Linked DNA regions of Mus musculus: regions 1, 2 and 3 are each linked to region 4. The links are chromatin contacts, called in public promoter capture Hi-C maps. All regions are on one chromosome and are shown on one strand. Each heading gives the region's core, a stretch centred on a gene start, on an enhancer-like site or on the middle of the called end of the contact. The rest is flanking DNA. Distances are from core to core; before and after follow the strand shown.

The links. Promoter capture Hi-C pulls out the DNA fragments that hold promoters and counts their contacts.
Region 1: a contact with region 4 is called in a promoter capture Hi-C map of pre-B cells, with 2.4 times the contacts expected there. The contact joins the promoter of Tmem9 here to the promoter of Nek7 in region 4.
Region 2: a contact with region 4 is called in a promoter capture Hi-C map of the C10 cell line, with 2.8 times the contacts expected there. The contact joins the promoter of Camsap2 here to the promoter of Nek7 in region 4. A contact is called at or near these places in 1 of 39 promoter capture datasets (the C10 cell line) and 2 of 115 datasets of contacts at active chromatin or transcription factors (astrocytes and embryonic forebrain).
Region 3: a promoter capture Hi-C map of pre-B cells shows a contact between it and region 4, with 6 times the contacts expected there. The contact joins the promoter of Kif21b here to the promoter of Nek7 in region 4.

The regions. Positions count from the first base shown.
Region 1 is chr1:136,016,666-136,019,365 of GRCm38.p6, forward strand. It overlaps Tmem9 (transmembrane protein 9), which reads left to right and starts at 1,336. Exons shown (of 6, transcript NM_025439.3): 1 at 1,336-1,397; 2 at 1,841-1,942. The coding sequence starts at 1,877. It also overlaps a transcript of Igfn1 not described here.
Region 2 is chr1:136,344,781-136,347,480 of GRCm38.p6, forward strand. It overlaps Camsap2 (calmodulin regulated spectrin-associated protein family, member 2), which reads right to left and starts at 1,324. Exons shown (of 18, transcript NM_001347109.1): 1 at 519-1,324. The coding sequence starts at 657.
Region 3 is chr1:136,130,088-136,132,787 of GRCm38.p6, forward strand. Kif21b (kinesin family member 21B) reads left to right here and starts at 1,303. Exons shown (of 35, transcript NM_001039472.2): 1 at 1,303-1,675. The coding sequence starts at 1,635. It overlaps Gm15850 (predicted gene 15850), which reads right to left and starts at 1,096. Exons shown (of 3, transcript NR_046170.1): 1 at 934-1,096.
Region 4 is chr1:138,618,308-138,621,007 of GRCm38.p6, forward strand. It overlaps Nek7 (NIMA (never in mitosis gene a)-related expressed kinase 7), which reads right to left and starts at 1,450. Exons shown (of 10, transcript NM_021605.4): 1 at 1,245-1,450.

The sequences.
Region 1 (2,700 bases), core at 86-2,585, 2.6 Mb before region 4:
ACTGAGAAACTGCTAGATCCTTGGGCTTCCATTCACAACTGCTGCTGACCACTGTTGGGCAGTTGGACTACAGACTGTAAGTCATCAACAAATTTGCTTAGTATATAGAGACTACCCATAAGTTCTGTGACTCTAGAGAACCCTGACTAAAACAACCATTGTTTTTTGGTTTTTGTTTTTGTAATAAATATCAAGTTATACAAGAGCAGAGATGGGGCTGAAGAGATGGCTTAGTGGTTACGTGTACTGACTGCTCTTCCAAAGGTCCTGAGTTCAATTCTCAGCAACCATATGGTGGATCACAACCATCTGCAATGTGATCTGACACCCTCTTCTGGTGTGTCTGAAGACAACTACAGTGTACTCATATACATAAAATATAAATAAATCTTAAAAACAACAACAAAAAAAGAGAACAGAGACAAGGCTAGCCTCCCCCTCCCCCAGGCAGCTTCAGTGTCTTATATAGTACCCACCACAAATAGTGCTCAGATAATATGTCTAAGGAGGAAAACTCTTTTGTGACACATGACTTTCTATACTAAATTTCATTCTGGCCATATGACTATTCTTCTTTCCAGGAGCCCCAACCCATCAAAGCTGTAGGGACCCTTAGCTAAGGAAACTGGTACCCAGAGAGGGAATGCATGTTTTCTAGGGTAACACAGGAGCTTAGTTCGATGCACTTGAGGCCAAAGCTCAAGTGTCCTCACTGCAGTGGCCCCTGGACTCAGGTGACTCCAGTTTCCTTCACTGCTGCTAAGAAGTTCACATCTGTCCCTCTGCAGCCTGTAACCTCCTCCTAGTCCCAGACTGGCCTAGTACACCTTGTTTCAATTTGCCAGGCCTTCAGAACCAGTGCAGGCTAAGGAGGCACAGCTCCCTCCAGCCCACGCCTATTACTAATCCTGTCTTGCCCTCTTTGGCATATGTCTTTGTGTGTAGGAATAGAGCCTGGGCCCTTGAGTTCCTTGTTAAAAAACAAAACAAAACAAAACAAAAATGTGTCTCTATAATAATATTTTCAGACTATGAATAAGCACAATGGTCCTTGATCTTGTTCTAAAATCATTACTAGTTTCATTTCTAAAATGCTTTCTCTGAAACAGTAAGATAGTATAAGGCGAGGACAAACAAAGCACTCTAGGAGGAGTTGAACGGACCCACAGGGCTAGAGCTTCAGTTTTCAGTAGGAAAGGCAGACATTCCCTTTTCTTGCTAAATCCTGGTAGAGAAATGCGTGCCTCTCCCTAGATTGTAAGCCTCCGGGACCAAGAGAAGGTGGGTCTTGTTGTCTTGGCAACTAGCGAGGTTGGGCTGAGCGGCGACTGTAGCAGCCAATAGATGCTGAAGGGGTGGAGCCTGCTGATCAGTGGCGGCTGCGGCTGAGCTTGCAGGTTGGTAGACTCGGCATTGGGGGAGGGGTACGGGGGTCGCAGGGACACTGGGGGTTCACAGCCACCCCAAATCCTTAGGCAGGGTGTGCAGTACTCTTGGCGGTCGGAATCGGGGCTTCTGGTTGGGCCTGAGCGGCGCCACCAGGGCGGTGGAGGCAGAGATGGCGGAGGGCGGTGGGAGGAGAGGTGAGGGTCGGAACGCGGCCTGGTGACAGGATCTGGGGGCTCCGGGCGGCTGTAACCTCAGAAAACTCCCTCTGCTAGTGCACAGATAGCTTTTGAGAGCTGGGCTTGGTGAGGAGAGGGAAAGGTTTAGAAGGCCAGGAATCCTGGAACTCAGCCCTCTTCCCTCGTCTGGCAAAGCTGAAAAGGGGCCGAGGGTGCTGCCTCTGTTGTGACCACTATCCCTTTTTCCGACTCCATGTTTCTTTTTATCCCCCCAGGCATCTAGTCTTGCTGGCTCAGCAAGCCCGATAAGCATGAAGCTGCTGTGTTTGGTGGCTGTGGTGGGGTGCTTGCTGGTGCCCCCAGCTCAAGCCAACAAGGTGAGGGAAGTGGGCCAGCGGCACCTTGTTCCTGGGCTGCCGCCGAGGTAGCCGAAACGCCACCCTGACCCCTCCCCCACCCGAGAACCCTACTTGGGGGCGGGGACCTTACCTGGGACAAGCTGCTGGCCTTCCTAAGGGTGTAGGGAGCACGGGGTTCAGAGCCTACCGCACAGGGTCCGGACCAAACTAGCCCTAGGTAGACTTCTCCGCAAGCAAGAAAGTTTAAGAAAAGTTACCCAAGTTCTCTGTATCTTCCTTTGCCCCAAGTAAAAACAGCTGTGGTCGAATCTCCTGCTCAATTTGATAGTCAAATCATGTAATGTTGTAAAATGCTCTGAGTGTAAAGGCATGCACAGATGGGAGCTTTTTGGCTTCAAAGCTAACCCAGCTGCACTGTGGACTCCAGAGGCTGCTCTCATTCCTTCCGGGTGGGAGACCCGCAGCTAGGTTTAGATGATGTACGCGGCTCTAGGCTGTCCGCTTTCGATTCTGACTCTCCCTGAGACACTGAAATAACATTGAGTATTAGGGCTTGCGTGCTTCTTTGCTCTTCAAGGAATTCCTGACGGGAGTCTTCCCGTGATAATGTCCCAGTTTTCTTTATTCATCCCTTTCCCCTTTCTAACCTAAGGAGTTAAGACAGAATTGAAGGGGAATCTGGCCACCTAGCTCACCAGACACAATTGTAGGCCCCAGGGTTGAAAAAGCCTGTCACTTTGCTTGCTATATACACTGCAGCCCCAACTCTTCCCTCC
Region 2 (2,700 bases), core at 74-2,573, 2.3 Mb before region 4:
CTTAACGAGAATTTGGAATGTGTATGAAAGGCTGTGAGAGGAGTAAGGAACGCCTACAAAAGATACTGCACTTCAACACTGACCACCTTTCATCCTACATAGCCTGACTAGCAACCACCATTACAAATGTCAAGATCAATATAGTACCCCACCTTCTTCCAGTAATAAGCTCAGATTTCTTGGTATGGTAACCACAATTATGACCGAAAGGGAAACGTATGCAAGATAATAAGGAAAACACCACACATTAGAGCCATTTTGGGAAAACACGATAATTTGCTCGCGGAATTTAGACACACGCTATTCAATAAAAGGAACCCGGTCAACCCCTCCCGCGTCAGTCAAGGGCACCTCATTTAAGACCAAACCTGCCTTCTTTCTTTCTCCTAGAGCTCGTCTCCCGTCATCTCCCTAAACCTGTACCGGAAGATACACATGGGGGAGGGGGCTGGAATCAGGAACAAAAACTGGGATGTGGACAGCATCGGGAGGAAGAGGAAAGGGACGACACCACTTACCTGTCCCAAAGGCTTTGGCCACCAGCCAGGCCAGATTGCAGGCGATTTTGGCCCTGGAGAAGTCATAGTGGTCAAAGGGTTTGATGGCTGGAACAATGAACGTCCTTCTCATCTCCCGCGGGTCTGCAGCATCCCCCATCTTTCACGGCGGCTGGTTGGGATGGAGGGACGACGGCCTTCACATGGTGTGGCGGAGAGAGGAGTTCAGATCGTCCGCGCCGGTCGCGGCCCTCCCGGGCGCCGGGCACGGAAAAGCTCAGCTGTGCTCGTCGCGAGTCCGCCGCCCGCGGGAGCCGCCGCGGCCCCGGGCATAGACGTGAGGCGGCACCCGGCCGCGCTCGCTCCGGCCCGGGTCTGCCCCTCCGCCTCCCCTTTGTCTCCGTTTAGTCACACGGGCTCGCAGGAGGGTGGCGGCTGAGAGGGCCCGGAATGCTCGGGCGGGGGCAGCCTGGACGATCACGTCGCGGACAGTGTCCCCGCCATGGCGGAGCGCGCACGCCCCGCCTCACTCACGGCCGCCCCTCGGGCCGCGGGACCCGCCGCGGAAAACGTCAGAATCGCTGCAGCGCGCGAGCCGCCCGCGGCCCGGCGCTTCTCCGGCGCTCCGATCGCCGCCGCCCGCCTCCTCGGCGCAGCTCAGGGCCAAGGCAGCGGCCTGGGGGAGGCCGCAAATCAAATCACGGGCCCTCGGCTCCTGCCTTATCGGGCTTGTCCTCGTATTTTCCGCTACCCCTCCCGTGGCCGGACGCCTCGCTCCCCTTCAGCCGCCGCCGCCGCCGTCGCTGCGGTTTTCCGGCTGCGGCACTGGATGGAAAGAGCAGATGGGAACACTGAGCATGCGCCTGGCGCGCCCGGCCCCGCCCCCGCCGCTGTCTTGCGCCGCCATGCGCACTGAGCATGCCCAGCCTCGCTGCCGCCCGCGATGGGCTCCGCGCCCCTATCCATTAATCAGCACAGTGCCCGCTGGATTGGACGTTCTGTACATCCGCAGCTTTGGGCTGCTGCCGCCGACACTGCTGGACGAGGGAAGGAAAGAAAGGGAGAGGAGAGGCTTTTCTCCTCCCGCTACACGTGGTTCAGCCAAGAGAATTGATATTTGTTTCAAATGCTGCTTATGTCACACGCGTATTGCTGAGAATTTGCCTTGCACACCCATTTAATCCTTGCAGTAACCCTGAGAGAGGTGATACAGCTGGTTGACCACGAAATTATGGAGGGATGCAGTAACTTAAGTCACCCATGGGGTTTAACCAGGGTTGAAGGTCAGGTTTAAACTCTCCAAAGCTGTATACATTTCACGTCATGACGTTTTAACTTGATACTCCCCACTTAAGTTTTCTAAGTGAAGGATCCGGTTTTTTGGTACCTTCTGTTTCCTCGTAGAAAGAAACATAAACCCTTCCACAAAGAACATCCACAATTATGATTTGTCGCAGTTCGTCTTGCCAGAACTCTCTCCGTTCCCCCACATGGGTATGCTTTCTCAGAGCTGTGCGCTGCCTGTCTCTGTGGTCTCTGTCCACAGTAGTCACTCCCTCCAGAAAGCCTTCCCTGATACTGCCAACTTCCCGTGCAGAACTGATTCCAGAGCAATGTATGTCCTTTATGTCATAACTTGTCACACTGCATTCCAACCACCAACTGTCTTTAGCTTTCAAGCTGACTTGCCTTGTCTCTGACACCTATATGATGCTAAACCTCACAGTAGTTGCTCTATCAATGTCTAGGGTCAAAGGGAGAATGTTACTGTAGTTAACACCGAGTTTGGTTAACTTTCTAATTCCCCACTTCTTGTTTTAACACATCTGATTTTAATTTATGTAATCCTGGGTGGTTTTCATTTTACAGATGAGAGAGCTAAGAGTCAGAAAAGCCTCTTAAATTGCAGATATAGTAAAGGCATAGTCACAGTCTGAACCCAGAACTATCTTACTTTGTACGACTAGGGCCTCCCTATTATCATCAGCCGTTAAGATGGGAGACATATGAAACATGAGGGGAGGCGTTTTGATCCCTACTATCGAAAAGGGCAGCTCCAGGAGCAAGCCCCTCCCTTTTGATTTCTGTTTAATCCCCAGAAACACTCCTCCTTGAACCCAATAAGGCATTACAGATAAGCCCCACTAACAATGCCAAGCAGGAAAAAAGGCACTAGAAATAATATGCCATTGGGTGATTGGCA
Region 3 (2,700 bases), core at 53-2,552, 2.5 Mb before region 4:
GAGCTGACCTAACTTTCACATTTTCCCTTAAAACTATTCCAAACAGGCACCTGGGTTCCCGAGTGGAGCAGTCACAGATGGGGGTGGGGAGTGGGGAATGATGGCACCAAGAAGTGGATCCTCAGGACCCTAACGTACATCCCAGCCAAGACGTCTCACAGGGTTTCATCATCTGAGGCTGATGCAAGAAGCTTGGAGCCAGACTCCCCTGCCTCCCCTCCCCCAGAGGTCTCCATCCACATCTTGAGCTGCAGCTGGGTCCTCCTCTTGGGCCTTTTCCAGAGGAAGGAGCTGGGTGAAGCCTGGGAAGGGAGGGCAGCTGGTGAGGGGCCCTGTGAATGGTCCTAATGTTGGTTGTTGGGGGGCAGGGAGAAGAGTGGGGCTGGGAGGGTGCAGGGGTGAACTGGAATGGGACTTGACTTCACATTACTGGTCTCCTTTCTCATAGCCCTGTGTTGAAAAGTCTCCTGGGCTAATCCTTTATATACATTTCTGATGGCAGCGCTGGCCTCCTTTGCCTTCTAGCTTCTCCCAGGTATCTGGAGTCAAGTGCTTCTTTGTTCCTACTACTTCCCAGGCAGATCTGGCCTCCCACATCGACTCCCCCACACACAACCCGCCCCCCCCCCCCACTGTCACAAAGAGTGTGAACCAGGCCCTGTGGGTCATAAAGGTTAGTGGGACCCTGGTTTAGTGAGGAGAACCTGAGCCAGTCAGCCATCAAAGCAAACTATGAGCTTAAAGATGTTGCAGAGTGGAGGTGGGGAAATTTACTTCCACATCAACAAGAATCCCCTTCAATAAAGGTTGGCGGATTTACCGAAATAAATGCAGAAGGGACACTTCGCTGACTCTTTCAAATTGCAAATTGCTCATCTCTATGAGATGCTTTGAGGTGCAGCACACCGCCCAGCCCAGAGACCAGGTTCTTACCCATGCCTAGCCACAGACTCGCTGTATGACCTTGGGGTGTTCCTCTTTGAGTCCCGTTCCTCATTTAGGAAAGGAAGATCCCACTGAGACTGAGGTACCATGACTTCGAGGGCCGTGGTTCCCGAATGGTCAACTTCCCAGGGACGAGTCCATCATGCCACTCCCGCTTTCACTCCCAAGCCCTCCAATCCTACCCCGCCCCTCCCAGCCACCCGATGGACGGGAGCCAAGAGGTCTCTTTAAAGGCTCAAGTCCCGCCTCTGCTGCTCGTTGGGGCCTTCTATTGGCGGCCTCTGGGAGGGGCGGGGCCCTGCGCGGCTCTGAGGGGCTGGGGGTGGGTCCTGAGGTGGCTCGGCCCCCGCCCCCTTTGTTCGCGCTGCGGCGGGAGGTGGCGGTCCGGGTGGGAGGTGTGTGCGCGCGCGTGTGCCGCGCTGTAGGGAGCTGCGGGTCTCACTGCCCGCTGTCAACGAGCTCAGCACCTCCGCGCGATGGCTGGAGGAGACGCATGGGACCAGCCCCGTGGGGCCGGCCGCGGCTGAGCCCCTCTGCCGCCTCCTGCGAGCATGTCACCTCCAGCCTACGAGGTCGCTTTCGCTAGCAGGGTCCCTGCCTCCGCCTTCTGCAGCCGCAGCCGCTGCCTGGAGCAGTGGCCCCCGGACCCCCGCCCCTGATCCGCGCCCAGACCCTGGTGCCGGAGGACCATGGCTGGCCAGGGCGACTGCTGCGTCAAAGTGGCCGTCAGGTAAGGGTCGATGGCGGGGAAGGGGCGTGCGAGGAGGGGTTCGAGCTTTGTCTCGCGTGTTCTCGGGCGGGGGGCGCGGGCACCGCTCGAGCTGGAGTCTGCAGTCCAGGAGGAGGGGCCGACGCGCGCTGGCCCGGCTGCCGCAGGGGAGCGGCGGCCCAGCGGACTGATGGAAGGTGGCTTTGTTTGGGTGGTAATTTCTGGCCCCTCTTGGGAGCACTTAATGATCAGAAAATCGAATAAACAAGGAAATCCGGTATTTCACACCCAGCTTTGGCCCAGGCCGGAGCGTCTGTGTGTTTCCTCTTGTCCTCCCCATGAGGCTGCTGTCTCATTCTGGGGTATAGGAGGGAATCCCCCCTCCCCCCATCTACCCCAGTTAGCCAGTTCTACGCTCTTGATCCAGCTCACCATCCTGGGAGCGGATACAACAGACAAAGATCGGTTGTGGGACCCATGAAAGGGTTGGAATGGTGCCTTGGCTTTCCACGGGGTGCCAATGGCTTTTGGAGAAAGCCCTGCTGGTCCTGCCCCAAGAGGAGATGGTGCTAGGGAGGAAGAAAAAGGTGTATCCGAGGGACTAATCCAGAAGGGGTGAAAGGGGTGACAGGACCCTAATGCTACATTCACAGGCACAAAGGTGAAACTGAGCAGGGGGGAAGGGCCCCTAGATTTATCTGGATTCCCATTCCCGATATCTGTAGGTATTAGAAGTAATCTGGCAGACATTAAGAGGAAAGAGGACGGGACTTAGTGGGTTCTTTTCCTAGGGGCACACAGGTGCAGGGACAGGAAATGCTACAAAGTTGAACTCTCTGTTCTTTGCAGAGAGTGAAGATGCCTCCCACCAGCTCTCCCGACTGTGTTTTGTGGTCTTCTCTTTAAGAAGAACATAGTGGGAGAGTAGCAATGTGAGTGAGCTGGTCACCAACTCACAGATGCACTGAGGAACATACATCTCTGGTTCTGGCCTTATAGAGTGGGGGAGGGGAGCAGTCAAATTCTAGGGTAGGTCCTTGAGACAA
Region 4 (2,700 bases), core at 200-2,699:
CTCTAAGAAGTAAAGTTTCCCTCCACACGCCCCTACCCCTCGCCAGCCGAAGCAGAAGATGCAACGGTTTGGGATGTAAAGCAAATTATGGTCCGGGTCTCTCGGAGTGGTGGCAGATAGCTGTGAAGATGAAATAACTGCTTAGGTTGCATGTTAGTTCAATAAAGTGCACTGGCCATCACGAAATACTGCAGCCATGAATACTAGTGAGAAATGCTACAAAGCACTGCAGGCTTTATCTTTTATTCATCATTTTCAGAGTTTGTCCGGTTGTCCCAAACTATAAATTTTTGAGTATGAGTACTAAACCTTTCTTGGATCACATCAACATCCCATCGTCTAGAAGAGAACAGATTTATAATAAGCTTATTCGGAACATTATTCTGTAAAGCAACTCTATCAAAGCACACCGTCATGAACGTCAGTTCCTCCCGGGAACTGCAGATTCCTTGGAGGAGAAACTAAAGAGTGGTCCTAATAATGCTCTATAAACTGCGGGCATTGAATCCAATTACAACCTTTAAAGTTAGTAATCTCAAAAAGAAAAAAAAGTCCTTTACATCTCTAGATTGTTTTTGCTATATTCAGTTCCATCACCAGAATTGTAAAGGGCACAAAACATATCTTACTTTAAAGTAAATATATTCTTAGTGTTTAGCGCGGGCAAAGACTTAGGCTATTCGAGTATAGTATGTGAGTCAATAAATGTATCTCTTGTGGGTCTTCCAAGGCCTCTAGCACCAGGCGGAGGCTATCGACATTGCTTAGCAGCATCTTCCACGGCCTAACTTCACCTTCGCCCCACTGGGACTCAGCTCATACTTTGCTGCATCCCAGCCCTGGATCGGTTTCAATCGGACCTCGACCTGACTACCCCACCACTCACGCTCGACTGACTCCCCGGTCCGTGAACTTCACTTTTCTAAACTGGGCTGCAGCCGAATCGGTTGAGCCAATCCTCGAGCTGTAAATAGCCAAGGTGACCAATGAGCTCAGCCCGGAGGCGGGTCTTCGCTGGAGTTCCTCCTGTCGGAGCCCGGAGACCTGTTGCCGCCACCACCACCGTCGTGGAGCTTCCTGGGGTCGAAGCGCCCGGACTCTGAGCTCCTGCAGCCAGCGGCCTGCACCACGCTCCGCCAGTTGCAGGCGTCCCGGGCGGTCCTCGGAGGCACGAGAGCCCGAGGCCCCACGCGGCCCGCCCGCTCCCCGCACCGGCCCCACCCGGCCGGGCCGTACATACTCACCGGGGCGCCGGGGCAGCTCGGTCTACGCGGGCTGCAGGGCTGCGGGATCCGGGGCCGATCGCCTCTCCCCGCGCCACTGCAGGCGCCGGCTCCCACCCTGCTCGGCCCGCGCTTCCCACTGCGAGGTTAGCGGCGGCCCATCCTCCCGGCTCCGCTCCTCCTCCGGCGGCCGCGGCTGTCAGGAGGGTAAACATCCCGGCATCCCCGAGGAGAGGGCGGGCCGCCGCAGGCCCCTCCCCGCGCCCGCACCCTGCTCCGGAGCCCACGCTACCACTTTCCCGAGAACTGGGGTGTGCCTCGCTTACGGCGGTCGACCCCTGCCTCCAGATCGGAGTTTTTTGATCCCACTTACCAAGTAGTTTAAGCTGCCTCTACATGGTGTCAGTGCAGGCAAACGAGAGTTTTCCCGGAGTCTGGCTAAGCAAATCTAGACTTTAGCGTCCCAGTTTTAAGAAAGCTTTTCAGGACCCTTCCGAAAGTTGAACTAGTTGGTAGGTATGCAGAATCTTTGGGATACAGGCACACTCACAAAGTGGCATTACAAAAATATTACATTAGATAAATTCGTTTACACGTCACATATTTGCAATATGGGTCTCTCCCTAGTACATGGAGCTTTTCAAAAGCAAAGCTTTGATTCCTACTGTTCCACTAACCAGATTTGAACGAATGGAGCGAACAGCTAGGAGGCAGTGTAGAGTCTGTCATACCTAGATGCTAATCATTCAGTGGCCAGTCGCTTAACTTATCGTGGTCTTTCTTGGAAGTCAGCCTTAACGCCTCTCCTTAGAAACAGACGATGACATACAACAGCGTGCTTGAGCACAGATCTTAACCATTTGATATCAGTAGGCCTTTTTCTGGTTTCGTTCCCCTGCCAAGGGAATAGAGCCAAAAAACAACAACAAGAAAAAGCGGTATTATAGCTCAAATGGATTAAAACAATAGAAGCAAGATTTAGAAAGTTTGGGCCAGCAAGATGACTCAGGAGTTTGATTCCCAGGACCCACAAATTGTTTTCTGACATCCGTACTGCAATGTGACACACACACGAATGCAAGTATGTGAAATATAATTAGAAAAGAATGCAAACGTTAATTTTAGTAAGAAAATTAAATTTCAAGAGGTGACGTTGGGGCAAGTGCTTAATCGGTACAGATTTGCCAGGTGGAGTTCTACAATCAGCTACGTGCAAGAGCCCTGCTCTCATAAAACTTAGCTTCAGTGAGGAAGTCCAAATTACCTAATGTCTTTTATATCTATTTCATAGAGAAACAAAGCTCGGGGTGTGAGTGCTCCTTTAAACATGTTTATCAGGGAAAGTCACTTGGAATTTGAGCAGAGACCTGAAGATGTGAGAAAAGGAGCCATGTGACTGTCAGGAAGTAGACTGTTTTACCCAGGAAATGCAAGGTTACCCTGTCAGGCATGGGTTCGCCATGTTGGAGAAACAGCC